Linked DNA regions of Canis lupus: region 1 is linked to region 2. Evidence: chromatin contacts called from public Hi-C data. All regions are on one chromosome and are shown on one strand. The core of a region is the stretch at or near the end of the contact, and the rest is flanking DNA. Distances in the headings are between cores, read along the strand shown. Region 1 holds the start of GSK3B (glycogen synthase kinase-3 beta). Region 2 holds the start of COX17 (cytochrome c oxidase copper chaperone COX17).

Evidence for each region. Hi-C and Micro-C count contacts between places; a contact is called where the count stands out from the background.
Region 1: a Hi-C map of blood shows a contact between it and region 2, with 3 times the contacts expected there. The contact joins the promoter of GSK3B here to the promoter of COX17 in region 2. A contact is called at or near these places in 2 of 9 Hi-C or Micro-C datasets (blood and skin fibroblasts).

The regions. Positions count from the first base shown.
Region 1 is chr33:24,304,049-24,309,842 of UU_Cfam_GSD_1.0, reverse strand. It overlaps GSK3B (glycogen synthase kinase-3 beta), which reads left to right and starts at 3,724. Exons shown (of 13, transcript XM_038582957.1): 1 at 3,724-4,302. The coding sequence starts at 4,215. It also overlaps the pseudogene LOC102157278.
Region 2 is chr33:23,954,304-23,960,150 of UU_Cfam_GSD_1.0, reverse strand. COX17 (cytochrome c oxidase copper chaperone COX17) reads left to right here and starts at 1,575. Exons shown (of 3, transcript NM_001012736.1): 1 at 1,575-1,686; 2 at 3,747-3,835. The coding sequence starts at 1,580. The coding sequence ends at 3,831. It overlaps CFAP91 (cilia- and flagella-associated protein 91), which reads right to left and starts at 1,222. Exons shown (of 21, transcript XM_038582945.1): 1 at 1,082-1,222; 2 at 713-778. It also overlaps the pseudogene LOC119877832.

The DNA.
Region 1 (5,794 bases), core at 2,475-4,974, 350 kb before region 2:
TACATTTGTCTTTTTCTAATCCTTTGGTTTACTGTTACTGTGGCTCAGAATCACAGATCTCTGCAAGGAAGCATTTGATGAGCCCTGGAGGAAACCAGAGATATGTTCACAAGTCACACATAGTTCAAGATGTAAGGCTTAGACTTTAAGATAAAGTAAAAAGACCAGAAGAGGTGAGGACTGTGTTTGAAAGAGAATAGAGCCTAGGAACAGGACATCTGAATCCTAGCTGTTACTTTAGCTACATGGACTTTAGGTTAAGTTAGTAAACCCTTCTGGAATTTCCCCATCTGAAAAGTGGAGGTGGTAACAGTACTTACATCATAGTACTATGAATTTGAGATAATATGTGTGAAGCTCTTAAGAACAGTGCTTGGCACATTGTAAACACTCAGTATATATCAAATATTAAAATTATTATAAACTGTTAAGTGGTTAACATCAGGTGGGAAGATAAAGCAAGAGTTTGTTAGTTCAGAGAAACACTGAATGTTAATTTCAGTAGCTCTATTTCATAAACTTCTTCCTTCTTAAGCCCTAATTCTAGATTGAAATACTTTTTTTTTCCTATAAAATTTCTCTCTTTGGGTCAGATTTTTTTTTTATTTAAACAGCATCAGTTCAAAATACTTGAAGGCAGTAACAGTAAAGCTATTAATTACAACCTTAAGTTTGGCTATTTTTCTACTTTATTGTATGTAGAAGAACAGCCGTGTTTCCAATTTGTATAACCTAAACATTTGTTACTGACTTTCCTCTGGTATAATTGGAAGTAGGAGTAGGGAGTAAAGAAGAAGGCAGGATTCAAAGCTTTGCTTCACAACATTTTAGGTACTAGAGCCAAAGGTCTTTCATAATGCCACAGAGAGATAACATTCATCTGACAAAATTGCCATGCACTGCATTTGCTTTTAACATTTTTATCCATTTCTGTGACATCCAGAGACCTTATGTTTTCTTTTAATTGCAAAGAACAAGAGACTCTATTGCTATAAAAGCTATGTTCAGGTTTAATATTACAAATCGACTGCATGTTGGCCAGGTCTTCACCTGGATATTTTGAGTTTGGCCTGCAGGGTTCTGAATATTGGCTGCTAACACTTAAAAATCCAGACATCTCGCACAAAAATCGTTTTAGGGTTTCTCTGGGCGGGGGGGGGGGGGGGTCGTCATCTCAGAGTATTGGACCCACATCCCTGTGGGCAACAATCCGCTGGTGCTTAACAGCCGCTCTTTTCAGTTATAGCATGGGCACTAATTTGCCATATTTCTTATTACTCTTCATTGTTTCACACCAGGCCAGTTTCATTCATTTGCTTTCTTTTTCCGGGCCCCGTAGGCATTTGAGTCTGTAAACCCTATCTGGACTTTTCCTGTCTCCCATCAAAGCTTACTTTGTTCCAAGTCCCTCGCGAGTTTTTCAAAGCAGCGGCGAGGTAATCTGATGGACTAGGAGTATTTTCACATGTGCTTTCTGGAGATAGTATCTTCACAAAAAGGATGACTCTGCAGGTGGAAATTACAGGCACCACGGGATTACGGTCAGGATGGCAACTGTCCATTCTATCTCCTTTTTTTTTTTTTTTTTTTTTTTTTTGGTATCCTGGCTTAGCCATACCTCACGGTCCCCAGGCAAACCTAAGGAATTTGGTTCTCGGCCGAACAATGCACGCGGGCTTCTGTGTGAAACCTACGTAACTAGTACTCTTACGGCCTGCCCTAGTTCCAAAGGGCAGAAAGCCACGGGCTCTTCTGAATCCCCGCTTCCTCGGAGGCTTCAGGATATCCGGCCCGACGGCGTCTCCCCATACCTGTTCTCGGGGCTCGCTCTGCGCCGGGCCGTCGCGCCCAAGGAGCGCGCGCATCCAGCATGAGCTCATTTCTCAGGGGCGTTTCCAGAAGGCCCAGCCCGGCTGCGCACGGCAGGCGCGGGCGGCCTCACGTTATCAAAGGCCCCCGCCGCTGGGCAGGGCAGGGCAGGGCAGGGCAGGGCAGGGCGCGGGCGCCCGGGGGCGCTGCCTGTCCGTGAGCTTTCCTCCTACTTCAGCGTCTGAGGGGGCTCGCGCCCGGCGGGGCAGGCGCCCCGCACCCGTCTGGCCCTTTCGGGGAAGACGCTGGTTCTTCGGCCGCGCTCTCCCGGGGCGGACGGGGGAAGCCCCTGTCGCCGCTCTGTTCGCTTGAGCGCTCCGGGCCGGGCGCCGCCGACCGCAGCAGTTTCGGACCCGCTGCGCACGCCAGCTGCGGTTTCCACAACGACCGAGAGCGGCCGCAGACCAGCCCGGCGCACCGGCCGCCACGACCCCGGCGCGGCTCCCCTCAGCTCCTGAGGCCGCCGCCGCCGCCGCCGCCGCCGCCGCCGCCGCCGCCGCAGGCGGAGGGCCAATCACAGCGCAGCTAGGTCTTGCGATTGGACGGCCCTGAGCGCTGATTGGCTGCCGCTGCGGGCCTCGGCCTCCCTCCTTTTCCCTTTCGCCCCCACTCCGGCTCCAAAGCTTCGGGCCAATGAGAAGGCGCTTTGTAGACGTCCTCCCTTTTCTTTCTTCTTCTCCCCGCCTCGGCGAGGGAGGAGACGTCCTGACTGGCCAGACTGTCGTCGGAAGCCCCCGTCGCCTCGCCAATCCCCGAAGCAGGTACACTCCCAGCGGAGTTTTCGGCCAATTACGAAGGCGGCCGGGGCGCCCAGCCGCGCCGTTTCACCAGTGACTCCGGGTTTCGCCGTCCTTAACTCCTCCAGCCTTTCGGTGAGGGCCGGCGGCTGTGATTGGCCGCCGCTGCCATTGTCGGATTCCCCCGCTGGCCAGCCGCGGGACGAGCCCCGACCTTCTTCTCGCTCGGCGGTCTTCGGCACTTTCCGCTCTTTGGGCGTGGACTTCCGGCGACACTTTGTAATTGGTTCCTCGGGCCGATCGGCTTTTTCCGGGAGGAGCCGCAGGCAGCCGACGTCCGTGATTGGCTGTGCCTCCGGCCTCGGTTCCGTCGCCGAAGCGGGCGGGCGCGGACCTCGGCCGGCGATTCCCAGACGCCTGTTACGCGGGTGGCGGGGCGCTGGGCGGTGGAAGGCTGGGTGGGGGAGGAAGGAGGCGGAGGACGAGTAGGAGGGGGGAGGGGGAGTGGGGAAGAGCTAGGCGGCTGCGCAGACGGCGCTCCTCACACAGAGCAGCCCCCGACCCGGGCGAATGCAGGCTTGTGCTGCCGCCGCCGCCGCCGCCGCCGCCGCCGCCGTCGCCCGGGCCGAGTGACAAAGGAAGGAAGGAAGGAAGCGAGGAGGAGCCGGCCCCACAGCCGCTGACAGGGCTCCGGGCTGGGGGCAAAGCGCGGACACTTCCTGAGCGGGCACCGAGCAGAGGCGAGGGGCGGGAGGGCGGCCGCGCTGGTGCCGCGGACGGGGGAGGGGGCCCCCGGGGACGGAAGCGGTTGCCGGGTTCCCATGTCCCCGGCGTATGGGGAGCAGTCGAGGATCCGCCGCCTGGGGTCTGAAGGGAGCTGCCTCCGCCGCCGCCGCCGCCATGGCCGCTGGATCCAGCCGCCGCCTGCAGCTGCTCCTGGCGCAATGAGACGAGGAGCCGCCGCCACCGCCCGCCTCTGACTGACTCGCGACTCCGCCGCCCTCCAGCTCGCCGGGCCCCCGCCGCCAGCCCGCCGGATCCCGCCGCCGCCGGAGCCGCAGCGTTTCCCGTCGCATCACCGAGCCACCCCCTCCCTCTCCCTCCCTCCTTCCCATCCCCCCTTCTTTTCAAGCGTGAGACTCGTGATCCTTCCGCCGCTTCCCTTCTTCATTGACTCGGAAAAAAAATCCCCGAGGAAAATATAATATTCAAAGTACTTCTTTTCAATCAAGTATTTGCCCCCGTTTCACGTGATATTTTTTTTAAGACCCCCCCCCCCTTCTTCCTCCCTTCCAAGGAAACGGAGGGGAAAGAATTGTATTTTTTTTCCCCCCAGCCCCAAATCATCTATATGTTAAATATCCAAACTGGTCTGTCTTGAAGGAGAAATACATCACTCGTTTTTTTTTTTTGTTTTTTTTTTTTGTTTTTTTAATTATACAAAAGGAGCGAAAAGCCAAGAGGACGAAGTCTTTTTTTTTTTTTTTTTTAATCTTCTCGTGGGAGAACTTAATGCTGCATTTATCGTTAACCTAACACCCCAACATAAAACAAAAGGAAGAAAAGGAGGAAGGAAGGAAAAGAGGGTGATTCGGGAAGAGAGTGATCATGTCAGGGCGGCCCAGAACCACCTCCTTTGCGGAGAGCTGCAAGCCAGTGCAGCAGCCTTCAGCTTTTGGCAGCATGAAAGTTAGCAGTGAGTATTGATTTTATTTTACGCCCCTTCTCCACCTCACCCTTAAAATAAGAAACCTTTAGTAACCAGGATCTTAAAACATTAGACCTCCTGATACTAATAATCAGAGGTATTGAAAAGGGCAAAAACCTGTCTTAAGTCCAGGGTTAGGCAGCTCCCTCTTTTTCTCCTCCCGCACCACCTCCCACCCCCCCCCCCCCCCCGGTCTCATTAACCTTGAATTGAGAGAATATGCTTTTTATTTGCACGATTTGATTTGGAACTTGTTTCTTACACTTTTTGTGCGGTTAGTCGTCCGCCTTATCAAGTGTGCTTGACTGTTTCTATGTTAAAACGGCGATGAAAGTAAATAGTTGCTCATCCCTTCGGAAAAAAAAGGGGGGGGGGAAGGACAAGACGATTCAAATTATTATGTACATTTGCCGAGTACGTGTCTTTTAGAAGGAGGGTTATTTCAGCTCAGGCCTCGGGGATTATCGTAGTTTCGTGTACTTGCTAGAAGGACTGTAAGTGTCACAGTCTCCTAACATTTGTTTGTTGCCTGTGTGACTACAAAGTATTTGTTCTTAATCCGGAGATGAACTTGCTCAGTAACTCGTATTCACGTTTGGAGGAGAGCCTCGAGTTCTCCCTTTAGAAAGGGGTCGGTGGGAGCTGATAGAGACCCAGTAGCAGTTGTATTGCTACAGGCATTGTTTTAATTGGATACACGATTTAATGTTATCTCTTAACCTCCTCGTTTTGACATTACCAATTTACCACTATATAATTTATGTTTAATCAAAAGGTAACTTGGAAGTAGGGCCAAGTTTTGATTGAGGTTTGTCTTGTCAGGTTGCCAAATACTAAGTTGAATGTTAATTGTCACTGACTCATCATTAAGTTCAGTTTTGGGGTGCCATTTGCATTCAGCACTTGTTCAATGATCTGGAGTTCAAGGGCCCCCTTCTAAGGACTATTTACCATAGTATTTAAAATACTCTTGCATTGGTTTCCTGCCGCAGTTAGAGAAAACTATGGATTTAGTTATAACAATCTGGATTTAGACCTTTCTGTCACAGGTTTTGCAGAAAGCTGTAGTCCGGGACATAATAAGGTATTTGAGCTTGTGTTCAGGGTTGTTGCTAGACTGTACTTTGTCCCAGATTTGTGCTAATAGTCTGTGTTCTTGAGGTGTTTGGTATACTAAGTATCTAGTGTTCCAAAGTATCTCTATTTGTAGATATGTTTATGTGGTATTTAGCGACAGCTTATTTAAACCGCACTTCCAGAATTTGACAAAAATATCTACATTGTTTCCTTATTCCTCTAGAAGGGGGCACAGTGAGGGCAAAGAAACTATTTTGCTGCCTAGGATAAGGAAAGAACTGAGATTTTTAAAAAAAATATGTAAATACTGTTATGTGAAATTGATTATATCCTTAAGCAATATAAACTTATCACTTTTAATTGAGCTCAGGATTTCAATTCATGTTGCCTTTTGGACATGCCT
Region 2 (5,847 bases), core at 326-2,825:
TCCACATGGCCTATAATGGTCCAAGTGTTCGCTGACAGGGATGCCTGAACTGCAGGGTGGTTCAAGTGGATCACTGTTCCTTGGTTTGTGAACATACTCACTTCTTCAATAACAGAGATATTGTTTACCCCTAACTTCTTTAAGGAGAACTGAAGGTTTTGTTTTGTTTCGTTTTGTTTTGTTTTGTTTTTAATCATCTGCTGCAGCTCTTCTGTGAACCACCTTCTTCTCTCGGCAAGCAGTTCCTTTCCCACCAATGCGCACCTGTGCTTGCAGTTTGGCGAGTTTCTCCCCGTTCACAATGGTTTCTTTCCTCTTGTTGGAGCAGAAATGGGACCGCGCGCGGAGGGGAGGGGAGGGGAGCGGGGGGGGGGGGGGGGTGGCGCTCAGGGGGTCTCGGGAGACCAGGTGCACAAACCGAGAAATCATTTCTATACAGCGCCAGTTTACAGCCATACCTACGGATTCCCCGAACCAAATCTCTAGCATACAGAAACGAACCTTGCTTAGGGGATACTGAGAAGTTTGATTACCCAAAATATCAATCACTAGGCAGCTCTCTGACGCCTTTAAGTCCTGGTTTTAAAAAAAAAAAAAATAAGTTCAATCCCTTTCTCCCAACAATTCTCTACAGGAAAAACAAAACAAAACAAACACAAAACACAACAACCCTCCACAACTGCAAATAGTAGGCATCCGTTTACTTATGTACCTAATGGAATTCGAGACGTGCCAAGGAAATAGTCATTTTTCAACTTCATTAACTGGTCTCTCTGCCCTACGAGTGAGAACAAGTCATAGTGAAATCAAATCACTCAGAAAGGGAGCTAGGAACAATTTTTCGCGAAGAATTAAAGTGTAGGGCAGCCCGGGTGGCTCAGCGGGTTGGCGGCTGCCTTCGGCCCAGGGCGTGACCCTGGAGACCCGGGGTCGAGTCCCACGTCGAGTCCCACGTCGGGCTCCCTGCGTGGAGCCTGCTTCTCCCTCTGCCGTGTCTCTCACGAATAAATAAATAAATAAAATCTTTTTTTAAAAAAAATTAAGGTGCATGGAGAACGGCAGGCGCGTTTTCCCCTCTCACCGGTGGGTCGCACTGTTCAAATGTCTTTGCTCATCAAGTTTAACTGAATCAGAAAATGGGAGGAGCGGGCCGACCATCCGACAGCAGGAAACACGCGGAATCGATCCGTGACTCGGCGGGGAACCGGCTTTCGTCAGCGGTTCCTCCTGGTGGGCGTGGACAAGTCATCTCACCCTCTCGGGCTTCGGTTTCCCACCGCTGGGCGGAGATACCTGCCGGTCGCCGCCTTTCCAGCCGCCCCCGGGGCGCCTCACAACCTGCCCTTTCACCCCGCGCCTCTCTGCGCCTGCGTCGAAGAAGCGCCCGCACTTCATTGCCTGTTAGCTTTCTCTGCGCAGGCGCCAAGTTTCCCCACCTCCGTCTCCTGCGGTGGGGGGAGGGGCGGGACTTCCTGTCCCCCGTAGGGCTCCGCCGGAAGTGACGGCGAGCGAATCGGCGTGCGCCGGGCCTGGAACCGGGTAAGGTGGCGGTGCTCATTGCTGCCTCTAGGCCTCAAAGATGCCGGGCCTGGCGGCCGCAAGCCCTGCCCCATCTGACTCACAGGAGAAGAAGCCGCTGAAGCCCTGCTGCGCCTGCCCGGAGACCAAGAAGGCGCGCGATGCGTGGTCAGTGCGCAAGCGGGAGGGGGCGGCGGGCAGGTGCCTCCGTACCCCGCTCGGCCTCGGGCTCGTACCGGACCCGGCTCGCTGTGCTGCGCCCTTGGGAGTTGTAGGGCGCCGTGGGCTGTGGGCCGGCTGTCCCCGTAGCCCAGCCGGGGGACGTGGACGAAGCGGGCTCGCTTCACCCGTTCAGCTTTTCTGCAAAGGGTCTTTGAGCATCTGTTACGCGTCAAGTGCTGCCCTTCGGTCTCCTAAATACGTAGAAATAGATGAAAGATGCGAATTGACTTAAAAAGGAGCTTAAAATTAATGGAAGTCTATACTAATGATTGCTGTTACCACCCGGTACGGGGTAGGAGAGAAGACTTGGCAAGATCGAAGAGTAAAAGTTTTCTGGTAAAATTTTAGCACAGCGGGACCCGGTTACGTGTCTTAAAAGTACTGGAGTCCCCCTTGCCTCTCCTCCTCCATCATCTTTGGAGAGATGAATGAAAAAAATCATCTGTGAAGCAGGGTGACACCGTGTTGAGAATAGTACATCTAAATTACCAATTACCATCAACCCACGGAAGGTTTCGTTTCTTTTCATTTGATACCGCCTCCGTTGTGGATTGTGGAACAAATCTCATTCGGGGGAATGGGCAGAAAATGTGAATGCACACCTCTCCCTCCAGCCCCTTTTTTATCCTCACACCAAAAAAAAAAAAAAAATTCAAAAGTGGCATAGTGCGGTTAAGTTGTAAGGAGCTTAGTGCTTTTTATTACTGCTCGATACTTCGCAACTAATACCGCGAAAGAATCGAAAGGCGACAGTCTGATGCAGAAATGGCTTTCCTAGTTTACAGTAAGTGCTTATTGAATCTTAAAAAGAGCCCGGAGTCATGACTGAGAGCCTGAGATGCAGAGTCAAGGTTTGATTTGAATCCTTGGTCCACCAGCTTTGTGACCTTGAGCAAATCACTTAAGGTACCTGCGTCCTGTGTCTGTAAAATGGGTCTAATAAAAGTGTCCGCCTCTAGGATTACTGTACAGGTCAATGATACAAGCCACACGAGGGCCTCGCCAGCTGTTCTCTTCACAGGGGGCTCTATCCCCAGCATCCCTTCATCTGCAGGCAGCCCTTGAGCTATTGAAGGATGTATGGTCTTTCTTTCTTTCTTTCTTTCTTTCTTTCTTTCTTTCTTTCTTTCTTTCTTTCTTTCTTTCTTTCTTTCTTTCTTTCTTTCTTTCTTTCTTTCTTTCTTTCTTTCTTTCTTTCTTTCTTTCTTTCTTTCTTTCTTTCTTTCTTTCTTTCTTTTCTTTAAAGAAGGAAAACCTATCCTTCCGATTGTTTTCATGTTAGTTGCCTCAGACCACTATGCACAAATATCTATAGTCAGTAGTCAGTTTTTTCTTATAATTAAATTCGGCTTAACTTCATCTTTACTAAAATTGCCTTTTCAGGCCCTAGAAGTCAAGCTGTATGGTCCTAGTTTTTACTTTGTGCATCCTACAAATAGAAAGTTCTTTGATCATCATGAGGGAGGCTCATTAGGCTGCTGTTGGCTGGCAGATCTTGATGTTTATGTGGTTGGGTGTATTTTGATTAGAAGGAGATTTATTTGGGTCTATTTGAATGTAGGGCAGAATGAAAAATTTAATTATTTTATAGTAGGCAAATTGAAGGTAAATGTTCAGATGGTTTATTTCATTAGAGAACTATGTATGTTCCTTGGATATAAGCTAGAGGCAATATTTGATAGGCATAATTATTTCTTCTAATTAGATTCTCCCTAAAAGCTAGTTGTCTGTGGAATATCTTCATGGGCACAGAAATATTACAAAAGCCAATAAAAACAAAGCCATTCGGTGTAATAGCATTTTTTTTTAAAGCTCCAGCTACTGTTGGCAAATCAAACTCCAATAAAAAGATAAATACAAAAATGAAGAAATAAAAAAATAAAGCTTCAGCTACATTCCATCAGACCCATGTTCTGTCTCACCCCCCATCACTATCATGCTGCTTGTTTACTAGTAATGTACTTAATGCCTACTTTGTTAGATAACAAGTACATTTTGTTTTATAGCATCATTGAGAAAGGAGAGGAGCACTGTGGACACCTAATTGAGGCCCACAAGGAGTGCATGAGAGCCCTGGGATTTAAGATATGAAATGGTGAGCGTGATACTTTCTGATTGGGAAGATAATACATAAGCTTATTGCTTCAAATTTGTGCTTTGCATATTTAGCAGTCATTGGGCAAGCTTCCATTCAAAGTGTAGTTCACCTGGTTAAGATGCTCAAGTCTCACTTAAAAATAATTTTCAGTTTCTAATGTAGGGACTAAATGATGCTAATAAGTTGAGAGGCATTCAGTGGATTTGGGGAGGGAGAATTTATCTTTTAAAACAGGGTTTGATAAAAGCCTTTAGAGTTACGTCAGAGTCAGAAGAGATAATAATTTAAGAAGCTCAGAATGTTCAGTTGTCTGACTTAAAGGAACTAAAAAGAAAATAATCTTTACTTCTTGTCTCTGAAGTGGGTCTTTATTTTTTTAAGGATTTTGTTTCTTTGACAGAGAGGACAAGCAGGGGGAATGGGAGAGGGAGAAGCAGACTCCTCACGGAGCAGGGAGCCAGATGTAGGGCTCCATCCCAGGACCCCAGGATCATGAGCCGAAGGCAGATGCTTAACCAACTGAGCCACCCAGGTGCCCTGTTGTGGGTCTTTAGTAGGAGCTTTTAAATAGGGAGTAGGCAATACATGGAAGCATTGCTTTCTGCTAAAGAAAAAGGAATTCTCACTATTTCTTTTGTACTAGGCTTCTAATAATACTACAACCTCAGACCTTTTTTTTTTTTTTTTTTTTAAGAACTTTGAACCTAAATTTTAATGCTGAAAGGGACCTTAAATTATACAGTCCCACAAATAAATGATCTTTTGTTTGGAAGCTCTTTCTTCAGATAGCACCTGAATTCCCTCCCGCACTTCATTCAGGTCTCTGTTCAAAAGTCACCTTATGGGGCACCTGGGTGGCTAAATCGGTTAAGTGTCTGCCTTCGGCTTAGGTCATTATCCTGGGGTCCTGAGATTGAGCCTCTCATGGGGCTCCCAGCTCAGTGAGGAATCTGCTTCTCCTTCTCCTCTGCCCCTCCCCATCTTGTGCTTTCTCTATCTCTCACATTAATAAATAAAAAAAATTTTTAAAGTCTCATTGGAAAAGCTTTGGCTCAACACTCCATCTGAAATAGCATCCCTTCTCCATCACTCTATCCCAGTACTGTCTGATAGAATTTTCTGTGATGGTGAAAATGTTCTGTACCTTCACTCTCCTCTGTGGTAGCCACTAGCCATATGTGATTATTGAGCCTCTGAAACATGGCTAGTAAAACTGAAGAAGTGAATTTTTAGTTTTCTTTATTTTAATTTGAATAGCCACAAACGGCTAGTGGCTACACTATCCTTAACATCACTGCTTGCATAATAGATATTTATTTAATATCTGCATTGCTTTACTCCAAGTAGAATATAAACTCTGAGAAAGTAAGAATTTTTGCTTTACTCCTGTCATATCCCTATAACTATGCCTGGCACATAGTAGGTGCTCAACAGAGAGTTGTTAATTAAATGAATAAATAAATGAGGAACTAAGGCCTGTAGGTATGGAATGGCTCCCAAAGTGAGTTAGCAAGATCAGAACTGGAGCCTCTGTCTCCAGGCAGACTTCTTTGCTTTTTGCCCACCCCTCCCACCGCCCAACATCCACACCACACCACCACTTTTAACTTAATAATAGCTGAGAGATAATGCCAAAGTCACATACCAATATAACAGCAATAGAAAGTCTGGCTTCTTTCCCTTTCACCTCTCTCCTGCCTCTTTAGAATTTCACATATGGCTAGTCTTCTTTGAGCTGTAAAAAAAGGACAGATAAGGAACCTGTTCCAAGCTGATAAGAAATACCACTATGTAGTGGAAAATAGTCTAGGCTGAAAGCCCTGAGACTTAATTTTGGTTCTCTGGACCTCTAGCTTAGCATGTATTCTACTTCAGCTACATTTAACATTCAAGACACTAATCCTCTCTGGATTTTATTTTTTTAATTTATAAAAAGAGAACCATAATACATTTTGTGATTTTATATATGGTATGGTATATCTACTCTGTGTGTACATGACATACTTAAG